Linked DNA regions of Hordeum vulgare: region 2 is linked to region 1. A link is a contact called in public Hi-C data. All regions are on one chromosome and are shown on one strand. Each heading gives the region's core, a stretch centred on a gene start, on an enhancer-like site or on the middle of the called end of the contact. The rest is flanking DNA. Distances are from core to core; before and after follow the strand shown.

What was found. Hi-C and Micro-C count contacts between places; a contact is called where the count stands out from the background.
Region 2: a Hi-C map of leaf shows a contact between it and region 1, with 3 times the contacts expected there. The contact joins two enhancer-like sites. A contact is called at or near these places in 3 of 6 Hi-C or Micro-C datasets (all in leaf).

What each region holds. Positions count from the first base shown.
Region 1 is chr4H:603,451,609-603,457,182 of MorexV3_pseudomolecules_assembly, reverse strand. LOC123447521 (aspartic proteinase nepenthesin-1-like) reads left to right here and starts at 31. Exons shown (of 1, transcript XM_045124128.1): 1 at 31-1,661. The coding sequence starts at 67. The coding sequence ends at 1,410. Within about 2 kb of position 3,667, at least 3 of the 3 cell types and tissues checked have open chromatin away from gene starts, as enhancers often do. A contact at or near this core is called in leaf, where this site is marked.
Region 2 is chr4H:603,686,790-603,692,576 of MorexV3_pseudomolecules_assembly, reverse strand. It overlaps LOC123449980 (CCR4-NOT transcription complex subunit 1-like), which reads right to left. Exons shown (of 51, transcript XM_045127367.1): 42 at 5,202-5,249; 43 at 4,905-5,051; 44 at 4,765-4,826; 45 at 4,293-4,446; 46 at 3,999-4,190; 47 at 3,818-3,922; 48 at 3,595-3,726; 49 at 3,144-3,392; 50 at 2,794-2,895; 51 at 2,365-2,702. The coding sequence ends at 2,565. Among protein-coding and RNA genes, the nearest start is that of LOC123449981, 12 kb to the left of the region's middle. Within about 2 kb of position 1,941, at least 3 of the 3 cell types and tissues checked have open chromatin away from gene starts, as enhancers often do. A contact at or near this core is called in leaf, where this site is marked.

The DNA of each region.
Region 1 (5,574 bases), core at 2,418-4,917:
TGCCCACGGTTGCTAGCTCGAAACGAACACTGACTGACTGGAGTAATAAGAATACTACTAATTAGCATGAAGATGAAGCAGTACGTTATCCTGATGACGGTCCTGTTGGCATGGCCGGCCACCTCGGGCTCCGGCTCGGCCAACCATCACCATGGACTACGCGCCGACCTCACCCACATCGACAGCGGCCGTGGCTTCACCAGAAACGAGCTGCTCCGCCGGATGGTCCTCCGGTCGAGGGCACGCGCTGCCAAGCAGCTATGCCCATCTAGGTCCGGCACCCCGGTGAGGGTGACCGCGCCCGTGGCGAGTGGCTCCCACGTCGTAGGCTACACCGAGTACCTCATCCACTTTGGCATCGGCACGCCACGCCCGCAGCAGGTGGCGCTGGAGGTGGACACCGGTAGCGACGTCGTCTGGACGCAGTGCCGGCCGTGCTTTGACTGCTTCACGCAGCCTCTCCCGAGGTTCGACACCTCCGCCTCCGACACCGTCCACGGCGTCCTGTGCACGGACCCTATCTGCCGAGCCCTGCGCCCACACGCGTGCTTCCTCGGCGGGTGCACGTACCAAGTCAACTACGGCGACAACTCGGTCACAATTGGCCAGCTCGCCAAAGACTCCTTCACCTTCGACGGCAAGGGCGGCGGCAAGGTGACCGTGCCGGATCTTGTCTTTGGATGTGGCCAGTACAACACCGGCAACTTCCATTCCAACGAGACAGGCATCGCCGGCTTTGGCCGCGGCCCATTGTCGCTGCCTAGGCAGCTCGGGGTCAGCAGCTTCTCCTACTGCTTCACCACCATATTCGAGTCAAAGAGCACCCCCGTGTTCCTAGGCGGCGCTCCGGCGGACGGCCTGAGAGCGCACGCCACGGGGCCGATTCTATCCACTCCGTTCCTACCCAACCACCCCGAATACTACTATCTTTCTCTGAAAGGCATCACGGTCGGCAAGACGCGGCTAGCTGTCCCGGAGTCGGCGTTCGTGGTCAAGGCGGACGGCTCCGGCGGGACGATCATCGACTCAGGCACGGCCATCACCGCCTTCCCGCGGGCCGTGTTTCGGAGCCTCTGGGAGGCGTTCGTGGCGCAGGTGCCGCTGCCCCATACCTCCTACAACGACACCGGCGAGCCCACCCTGCAGTGCTTCTCCACGGAGTCGGTGCCGGACGCGAGCAAGGTGCCGGTGCCCAAGATGACGTTGCATTTGGAGGGCGCGGACTGGGAGCTTCCGCGAGAGAACTACATGGCGGAGTACCCCGACTCGGACCAGCTGTGCGTCGTAGTTTTGGCGGGTGACGATGATCGGACAATGATAGGCAACTTCCAGCAGCAGAACATGCACATTGTCCATGATTTGGCCGGCAACAAGCTGGTCATCGAGCCCGCGCAGTGTGACAAGATGTGATGTAAATAACGACGAGTCGACCACACACTCGTTTCAGGTGAAAACGAACTACCGACAACATCCATCGGACCAGTGACTATGTTACCCTTGTTCGTTCGTGCTCCTTCCGTTAAGAAATACTTGTCAAAAAAATAAATAAACATGAATGTATCTAGAACTAAAATATGTTTAGATACATCTATTTCTCTGTCGAATATTTTCGGATGAAGGAAATAGTACGAACTTGCTCCAAGTAAGAAATGTCTTACACGTATGTGCTACATGTCGTATACATAATTAACTGTCGGTCCGGCTACGGTGTACTTAATAAAACAGTTTGATCGACTCGCAGCAGTACGTGGATCTACAAGTCGTTGCATATATAATTCTCAGCATTTGCTATTTGTTAGGGTCGATTCAAAATATAGTTCTCAGCATTTGCTATTCGATGTATCTAAGACACATCTAGATGTGACATAATTATTACACATCTATCTAAATAACTCAATAAAGTAGAAAGAAAAAGAAAAAAAAGGAATACCCATACGAATCTTCAAGTAAGAGCAATGATATAAAACTTAAATGTGCAATGCTTATCTCACATGTAGATGTGTTTTAGCAAAAACAGACACATCTAGATGTGACATAGTTATTGCACATCTGATCTAAATAACTAAATCAAGTATAAAAGAAAAACAAAAGGAAAAAAATATGCACATGAATCTTCACGTAAGATCAATGATATAAAACTTAGATGTGCAATACGTATCTCACATCTAGATATGTGTTAGCAAAACCGTTTGCTATTTGATAGATGGGTGGCAGGCAACCCATAAAACGTTGGATGGGGGATCAGGAAGAAGATGTATAGGGGCAGCTGGGAGGGAGAAGGAGACGACCTGACCGTCTGTAGCAACAAATTCTAAGAGGGTGATTAGATCCAAGGGACTAAAATTAGTCTGACTAAAACTAGTCTCTTTAAGAGGTTAAAGTTCCAAGCACCCCTGACTAAAGAGAGGCTAAAACTAGTCTTGAGGCTAAAATCTTTTAGTCAGGGGCACCCCTATTAAAATGTGCATTAGTCCTCTCTCTCCTCATTTAACTCCTCAGACGAGTTTTGGATTGGAGGGTTTACAGGATAATAAATGCTTATTAACTTGATTTTAGTCTCTTTAGTATTTGCATCCAAGCATGGATGAGGCTAGCAAGTTTTAGTCTCACAAGTTTTAGTCATGGGATTAAAGCGTATCCAAGCACCCTCTAAGGCACCTAACCAATAGTGTGTTCCATAGTTTCTCAATCAATTAATTGTCTTTGGTGATAAGAAATAACAAGAAACGCTCTCCCCATCGTAAGCCGCGTCGTCTATGTGACACATACCCATGTGGGGCCGCCCACCGCTTCCCCCTCCAATAACCCAGCCTTATCCCTTCCGCCTCCGCGTTATTCTTTTTCCTCTCTTTTTTCCCTTCCTAGTTACTACCCTTTGTCGCGCTAGGAAAGGAGAGGACTCGCACCAAAATACTCTCCCTATCCAAAATAAATGTCATAGTTTACGACATTTATTAATCTTATAGGCGTACTAGATCTGAAGGTAGTGTTACTATTTCTCAATCGGTTGGTGGAAAAAAAAAGAAGAAGCATACTCCTCGTATAAAAGCCTGGAGTAGCTATAAATAAAAATATGTGAACATTTCTTATTTTGCGTAAGCCCATGAACAGTACTCCGTCTGTTCCATGTATCAAATCCACGGCTGAGCTCACGCAGGAGCACCTGGTATTCTTCCCCTAGCTCGTATCTCGTGTGTAGGGCCGTGAACCACCAAATTCTCAAGGGACCAAACAAAATGGTATCTCTTGGCATAGATCATTGTCGGGAGGAAATCGAGTCCACTCTCACTCCATCGGGACATCACGTCGTAACCGACAACCACTTAGATAAGCTTCAAAGATTCGGTGGTCTGACCACCAAATTCTGCTAGTGGCACGTAGACACCAGCATAACAACAATAGCAGCACCGGGTATGCGTCAGAGAGCGACGCGCGGTAGTGTCACCGGTGGTCGAATTCACAATTTTGACCTTTATGAAAATTGTTTTTTTATTTCATGATGTGACATTTTTCAGACTGTTAAGGTATAACTGTCGTTTAACTGTCTATCGTCCGGTTGTCTGGCCATAGGATACTTATCCACATTAGTGTTGTTGATGCCCTATCCCCCTCTGTTATCAATTCTACCGCGGAGGCACCCGACCGTGGGTTATTATACCCTACCATCATCAAACACGGTTGTAGGGTTTGACCAGTTGAAGGCCGTTGGAGACGGCTGGTGGGCAGCCTGATGGACCATTCGTGGGCCAAGACGCATACTCTTCATCTCCTTTGTGATGAGATGACAGTGACCCTCGAATATTTCATCATGATCATGTCCCTACCGTTCCAGGCCTGCCTCCCATTGGCCAGGTGGAGAAGAGCAATTGGCGGGAGAAGGGCACTAAGCCTCATCAGTGATTGCCCCCTCCTCTATATGTAGTGAGGCCCATGGCGTGTCAGATAACCGAACATTGAAATGGCTTAGTACAGATAAAATGGCTCGCCGTCAACCTGCTCGGATGCTCGCAAGATGCCGACGAGCGGACAATGGAGCAGTACACTAGGGCCTACTTGCGGTATCTCCTAACAAAGGTCATGTTTTCAGACTGCTCAGGGGACACTGTCATATAGATGTGTTTAAACTTCATGGTCGACTGGGACGCAAGATACAATTAGGGGTCTGCGTGCCTCGCGTACTTATATCGTTCGGTAAGAAGCCGGCGCAATAATCGTTTATGGTTTTACTTATATCGAGCATGTAAGAAGTCCGGAGATAAGTTCGGTGTGTGTGGATGTGACTTTGCCCTCTTGATTTGGATGTGGAAGCGGTTGTCAGTGGTTCGCCCTGAAAAAGATGATCGGCTTCCGTGGATGGACTATGGCGAAGTAGGCGACACTTTTTGATACCCCACTATTGCGTACTCTTGGGACATGGTTAATTAAAGTCTTCATGTGCAAGTTCACTGCATTGTATAAGGCCTTCACGAGTGAGCTGGTCAATCTCACATATCATCATGTAAACCGCTTGGTAGTGATTTCGTGTAACCACTTTCGGGGTTGCTTAGGAAGACCTAACAAATTTGTTTGCAGGTTAACTAGTTGTTGTATAGCACAGAGCTGGGTTTCGAGCTGAACGAGATGGCTTCAAGCTTCACAAGTGAGTGATTAAACCTTTATTTTTTATTCTTTTTATGGTCTCTTACTTTTTGTTGCTACAAGCATCACTGAATTCTTAACCTACAAGCAACAAGACTCAATGATTTATGTTATTTTATGAATGAATTCCACTTTTAACCTTGTAGTTGTACATTTGTGACACATATTACCCCATTTAGTGAAACTTCTATCAAAACATCAAATTTTGAAGACTTTAAACACAGTTTCCCCTCATCTTTGCATTTCGCTTGTTTATGTTAGACAAGATTGGTATCTTGCGTCAATGATTCGTAAAATAATGTCCAAAGAACGGAGAGTATCATTCGCGATCATGTCCAGACTTCTCTTGTTCATCAGTTCCATTCCTTGTCATCGTCCAGATATTTTTGAACCTTGGACGTCATCTCACAACTTACCGAATGAACATGCATCCGAAAACGAGGTCCCAACACTTCTAAAAGCGATGTTCTAGACGAATTTCCACTGGATGGGGTAATTTGTGTCACATATGCATATCTACGGGGTAAACTATGGAATTCACTCTTATTTTATTGTTTCTTTTGCCTTAAATGATGAATACACAGATTGTTATTCGATATCTCATTGGTCAATAGAGCACAAGGACTATGTGCAAATATGTGTGCATGTGTGTGTGTGGGGGGGGGGGGTATCACAAAGAATAGGATAAGACACTGATCAAGTGGGAGGCATACGAGGAGCATCTACGGTGGTTTCATGATGGCATAATGTACCGTATGCGCCCAAGGCCACAGTGGATCAGAACAGATATCACATCACTATAGGATGATGACATCGAGAAAGAAGCCTATAATGCCAACATTAGAGAGACCGGAGGTGAATTTAGGGGGTATGCACCCCTTTATGAATAAAGTGGTAAGTTGTGTTCAATTGTTAAGAGATGAAATTTGGAAGAGA
Region 2 (5,787 bases), core at 692-3,191, 240 kb before region 1:
TTTGGCATTCCCTTTCTAACCTAAAAGTGTGTGCGCCACCATCCTTTGCTTCACAATAGCATTGCAACCTTGTTGTCCACCAACATCGCCGGCCTTCACTCTCACTAGTTGAAGCATCGGCGACGCTCTTGCAGTGGTTGCACATCGACAATGTTTTGTAGCGGGTGCAACATCAACAAAGTTAAGGAGGCATCGACAATGTGACATTGTTCCCCCAAAGAGTCGGCAATGCGACATTCCTGTAAGCACCGCGATGTTGCAACGACACCGACATGGCGACCGCTAGCCGCCTTGCAATACAATGTTCCACCGACAAGCAGCCTCAGCCGCCTTGCAATACAATGTTCCACCGACAAGCAGCCTCACAGGACCGTGGAGACTGACATCCAAACAAAAGCCATTCAAAACCACAAACAAAAGCCATTCAAAACCACAAGACTACACGTCAATCATCCAAAAGAAGTTGATAAATAAAAGTCATTTGCATTTATGTCCCTAAGTTGAACCACCTATTTAGATTTACCCCTAATTTCGAAGCATGTTCAAATTTGCTCCTCTGCCGTTAAGTGACCTTACAGAGTTGTCCTTCCATTCCGTTTTTGTTTCTGTCCAATCAAATTTGCCCCTCTGCCATTTGTTGGACATTTTTACCCTTGAAAAAAATAGAAATTAAAAGAGAAGAAAGGGAGTGCTTACGTTTTGGCCCAAGTGCACAGCGCCAGGCCCAACCCACCTTCCCCAACCGCCGTCTTCCTCAGCTCATCACTGCACGTGCCGGGGCGTACCATCGTCGGTCGTTGTTTGACAGCTGCCGCCGCAGTAGCTCGAGTAGGGCTACTTAGCGACACCCGTAGGCCCCTGAACAGCCCTATCTAACCTCCCCCTTCCCTCCTTCGCTCTCCTCCCTTCAGCCGCATCCCAGAACAGCCGTCGTCATGATCTTCGCCGTTGTTGCGGCCATCGTCCTCACAGACGGCTGGAAAGCTGTCCAGGAGACGTGCACGCCTCGACTTCGTCTACTCCTAGTAGCAGCTCGAGCAGGACCCCACAAACATGACCGGATCGACCACCGGAGTGCCATCGTCGATCCTTCGCCCCTGTGCTGCTAAACCACAAATCAATGTCTCCGTCGTGTTCTTGGTGCCCCTAAGATGTCGTCGAGTCCTCTTCTCGAATCCATCGAGCACCGTCGTCGGACGCCGCCTAGCTCGTCGTTGCGGTTGACTCCGACCACCCCTGCATGCTCTGTTGGTACCATTGGACGCGCTTCATCGCACTCGTCCAAACTGTACTCTCTATCAACTAGTTGGTCGTCGGAGTTGCGATTCCGACAATCGCCGTCTTGGCTTTGGTCACCGGAGCGCGCCGCCAGTCCAGGGCACAGTCAAGAGAGAGGGCGGGAGAGTGAGGATGGGATGCAGGGAGGGCTGTGACGCGTGGGGAGCTAGTGCCGGCGACGCACTGTCCAGGGCAGCGGACGCTCACCGGAAGTGTGACGCGTGGGGAGCTAGTCGGTGCTCGCCGGAGGTGAGACAAAGAGGTCGTGAGACAGGGGAAAGAGGCGGGAGGGATTTTTTTTCTTTATTTCTTTGTTTTGTTTGGGGCCCACATGTAGAGGGGTAAGAGAAAGAGTTTTTCCTTCTCCTTTTTTCTGACTAGGTTCTACATGTAAGTGACAAATGAAGGCAGGGGCAAAATGTCCAACAAATGCCCTGTAGATAGTCAAATCCCTTTGACCGAACGAAAACAGAAGTGCATTTCTATAAGGTCACTTAATGGCAGAGGGATAAATTTGAGCATGCTCTAAAATTAGGATAAATATGTGTAGAGATTCGATTTAGGGACACAAATGTAAAAGACCACAGAACCCAAACACAGGGGTAGAGATGGCGGCGACTACAACCACAGGGCGGAGGGATTAGGGTTCAAATTGGGTGTATTAAATCGAACCACATTAATCCAATAATACAGCCTGGACCACACGAGATTATGCGAATCCCGACAGATGCTGCCCCTCACAGCATCTCCCATAAAATATAGAACTTTAGGGTGCCCGCAACCTACTTAGTTCAATTAGCTAAATTTTTAAAAGTAAATATTAATTCAACTAAGGAGGGTTAGAGGATGCCCATTCAGTACCATAGAACTTACATATTTTATTGATTTAAATTCAATCGGTACTATAAAATCTAAGCATTTATTGATTAGCTTACTGCAAAATAAATGACTCAGCTTTATACTAACTTCGTACTAAGACCTAACTGTTTATTGCTTGCTCAGCGATTTAAAGACCCTTTCCAGCAACCAAAATCATGACAGGGCTACAACCACTAACAAATTACCAAGACAAGACAAAACACCTGATTTTCACAAACAATATGAAGAGTAATATTTGCATTAACTATGAAACATCTAATGGTTAAGACGGTTCGCTACAATCCTCATCACACAATATCCAGTTACAATACTATGATACAAAACAAATCTGCCAGCAAGTCAGACCGCTCATCGTCCCATTAGACAGGCCATGACAGGCAGCAACTATTTACAAGAAACTAGATGCATTAGTGGCCGCCATCAGAGCCATCATCCACTGCTTTTCCAGCGGCTCCACCGCATGACTTTGCCACCGACTCAAACAGCTGTTTAATCTCAGGCGCGCAGTGTGTGAAGGATCGGTTCCAAAAGTTGTAGCGCGGGTTCTAACAAAGTAATAATTTCGCATTCATGAGTGACATTGCGATGCTTGATTTCGCCAAACATAAAAAAGAAAAATACACGTGGAGAGCCTACCTTTATCAGCTCGATGAAGGTAATGAGTAATCCCCAGGGGTGAGGACGGTTCACTATCAGACGTTCCAAGAGAACCCTGGTTACCTGCTCCTGGATATGTTCCTGCAAATTCGAGTTCCAACTCCATTGTTAGTTAACATGCAAACACACTAGATTCAATCACTCACTTGCACCAAACAAGTTCGTAGCATTCAAGTTTTTTTTTTCTTTTAGGGGCATGGCATTGAGGCTATTGGAAAGATATGTTATGAGGTCAGTCGGATAAAAACAGCAAATACAAAATTTGGCGGAGGCTATCAAATAAGAATAAAATGTCCATTATACGAGGAGTAAAAAACTGAAACATATACCTGGGTAGCTTCGGCAAATAGATACAGTATGATGAAGGAGAAGTAGTGTGTGTGGCTATTCGGGTAGCGCAGTTGGTTAGCGATCGCATTCAAAAATAGGTAGCGCCCCTCTGTATCCAAGTTTGTTACAAGATATTTGAAAAATTCAGTGGCTGTTTCAATCTGAAAAATATCCATTGTACTATGATTAATCTGCTGTCCTGACGCAGCAGACGCATTAGCCTTGTTCACTTGCAGTTGTTGCACCGCCTGAAATGTTATTGTATTTCCAAATACCAGGTTAGAATATGACATATAACAAATAAAAGAAGAGAGAAAAAAAAGCATGCACAAAGACACGAAAAGAGGACAATCTCAAGTTTTTTGTAGGAAAGAACTGTTCTATGAACAAGTACTCAGAAGAAGCAATTCCTACTGTAATTTCACCTCATGACAAGAAAAAGATACTCACTTGGATGCCAATGTAGAGAACAAGTGAATTCATCAAAGGCACATTGTAGCGTGTCCCAGCAACATTAGCTTCATTCTGGGGCAGCAGCAACTTTTGCTTCAGATCACTCAAAAAGGATGAGCCTTCTGGTCTCTGCACAATACAGGTCAAGATTCAACAAAGCTGTAAAATAAAGGTCCCAGGCAACATGAGCAATTCAACATATATAAATAAATGCTATCACCTTAAGATACTCATCGACATCAGTCTTCATATGCTTTGACTTGAGGGCACCATCGACATCTGACATGATTCGTGGAGGTACTGAAATTTCAGCTAGCAGATCAATCTGCCACAGAAACAAGAGTCAGATATTGTCTGAAATTAAGAGAATCAAAGGAACTTTTATGTCTCCTAAGATAGACCTTCAAGTTAGGAGTAGATGGGTCTGGAAGTCTCATGTTGCGCGGAAAAGCACTAAGAATGACATTGCGCATTTGAATGCAACTGGAAGGGATCACGTCACAAAAACTGAAGTGATAGTCACACAGAAATTCAGGAAAGTCATGTAGTAGTACAAGAAGCACTCTCATAGTCCCTTTGTACATAAGGTGCACCTAAGTAAAACAAACACAAAGGATATAAGAACTGGATCATAATTACTTGAACAAGAAAAATGAGAAAAGTTATCAAAGAAGGGGGGAGGAGGGGGGATTAACTGGTTCTAAAAGGTCAGCAGTTCTCAAATACGGTTCCATGAATTTGAACAGATCAATAAGCAGCCGATGGAAAAAAGGCCACCCTTTTTGTGAATTGCCCTTCAGCAGTCTTGCCATGAAGGTTCTATGACTCACCAACTCAAGCCAAGCAAAGCTGCAATAGAACAGTGTTAAATCAGATAATAACAAAATATGACCAATACAGATTTCAAACATGGTACAACTCTAAGTGAATATTCGGGTTTAGCTGCAGTCAAAAAATCGAAACTCTATTACAGGATTTGGGTCTGACGATAACAAGTACACAGCAAGCAGTAGAAGCAGAAGCAACCATGCGCACATAATCCCAAGGGGGAGCTAGGATATACCGCAAGTTGAACTAACAACGAGGATTCAGAAATACCAGATGACTTAGCATGTAGTTGACATAGGATGAGAAAATTAATAAGTGAGCCAAAAATGATGGACAAACCTCAAACTAGGAATTCTCAGGGGTTGCAGTACATGGAATGCATTTGCAAATGCAGTCAAAACCTGATATACCAAACAAGGATGTTATATTGCTCTTGGTACAATAAATAATTAACTATACATAGTTAAAGGGATGTGTACCTGCAAATTAGTTCCATCATGATGAGGTTCAGATGTAATAAGGTCATTCAGCCAATTTATAAACAGACGAAAGTATGGTCGGGGGTTAAATGAAGCTTTCTTCTCTTCAGCTTCTTTCTGGATGATCCTAATTGTCAGTAACAGAATCTGGACAAGTTGAAAACAGTTTAACATCAGTACTTCCAAGTAATTGGCATGAAAGATTCCGTAACTTGAACTTCTGAATTTAGAATTTGAATATACATTCCTTAACTAGTCTAGGGGCAAAAGGGTTATCACTGGTTTCTAGATACGGACCTTGGGAAGAAGGCTGCCTTTGTTTGGTCCTATTTCCACTGAACAGTTCTGAAGAAAAATAATATAGAGCAATTAGTACCCAAGATAATAGAGAGCATTAATCTTCTATGCATGCCATCAAACTTGTGAGAAATAACTTCTATGTTTAATATTACTCCTTGTGGCTAGCTATAGAAAATGTGGATAAATTTGCTATAAGAAGCATACGAGTGATTTTGCCAAATAATCCATACTAAAACAACAACCAACAGTATACAGGACAAACAACAGCTCAATTGAGCTAAAGAAACAGAATGCTACATTACTCACAAAGGTACATATAATAAATCATTAAGAACTCATGTCCATTTCTTGAGGTATATGCATCAAATTATAAGGCATGTCACCGGAAACAAAATAAACAAAAGAGAAGTACACCCTCAGTAACGAAATATAAGAGCGCTTAGATCACTACTTTAGTGATCTAAATGCTCTTATATTTCTTTACGGAGGGAGTACATGACAGGCAAATAAATTAATCAACTGCATTCTGGTCCTATAAAGCCCATTTATTTCTGGTTTCATTAGCAGAAACATTATTCACATG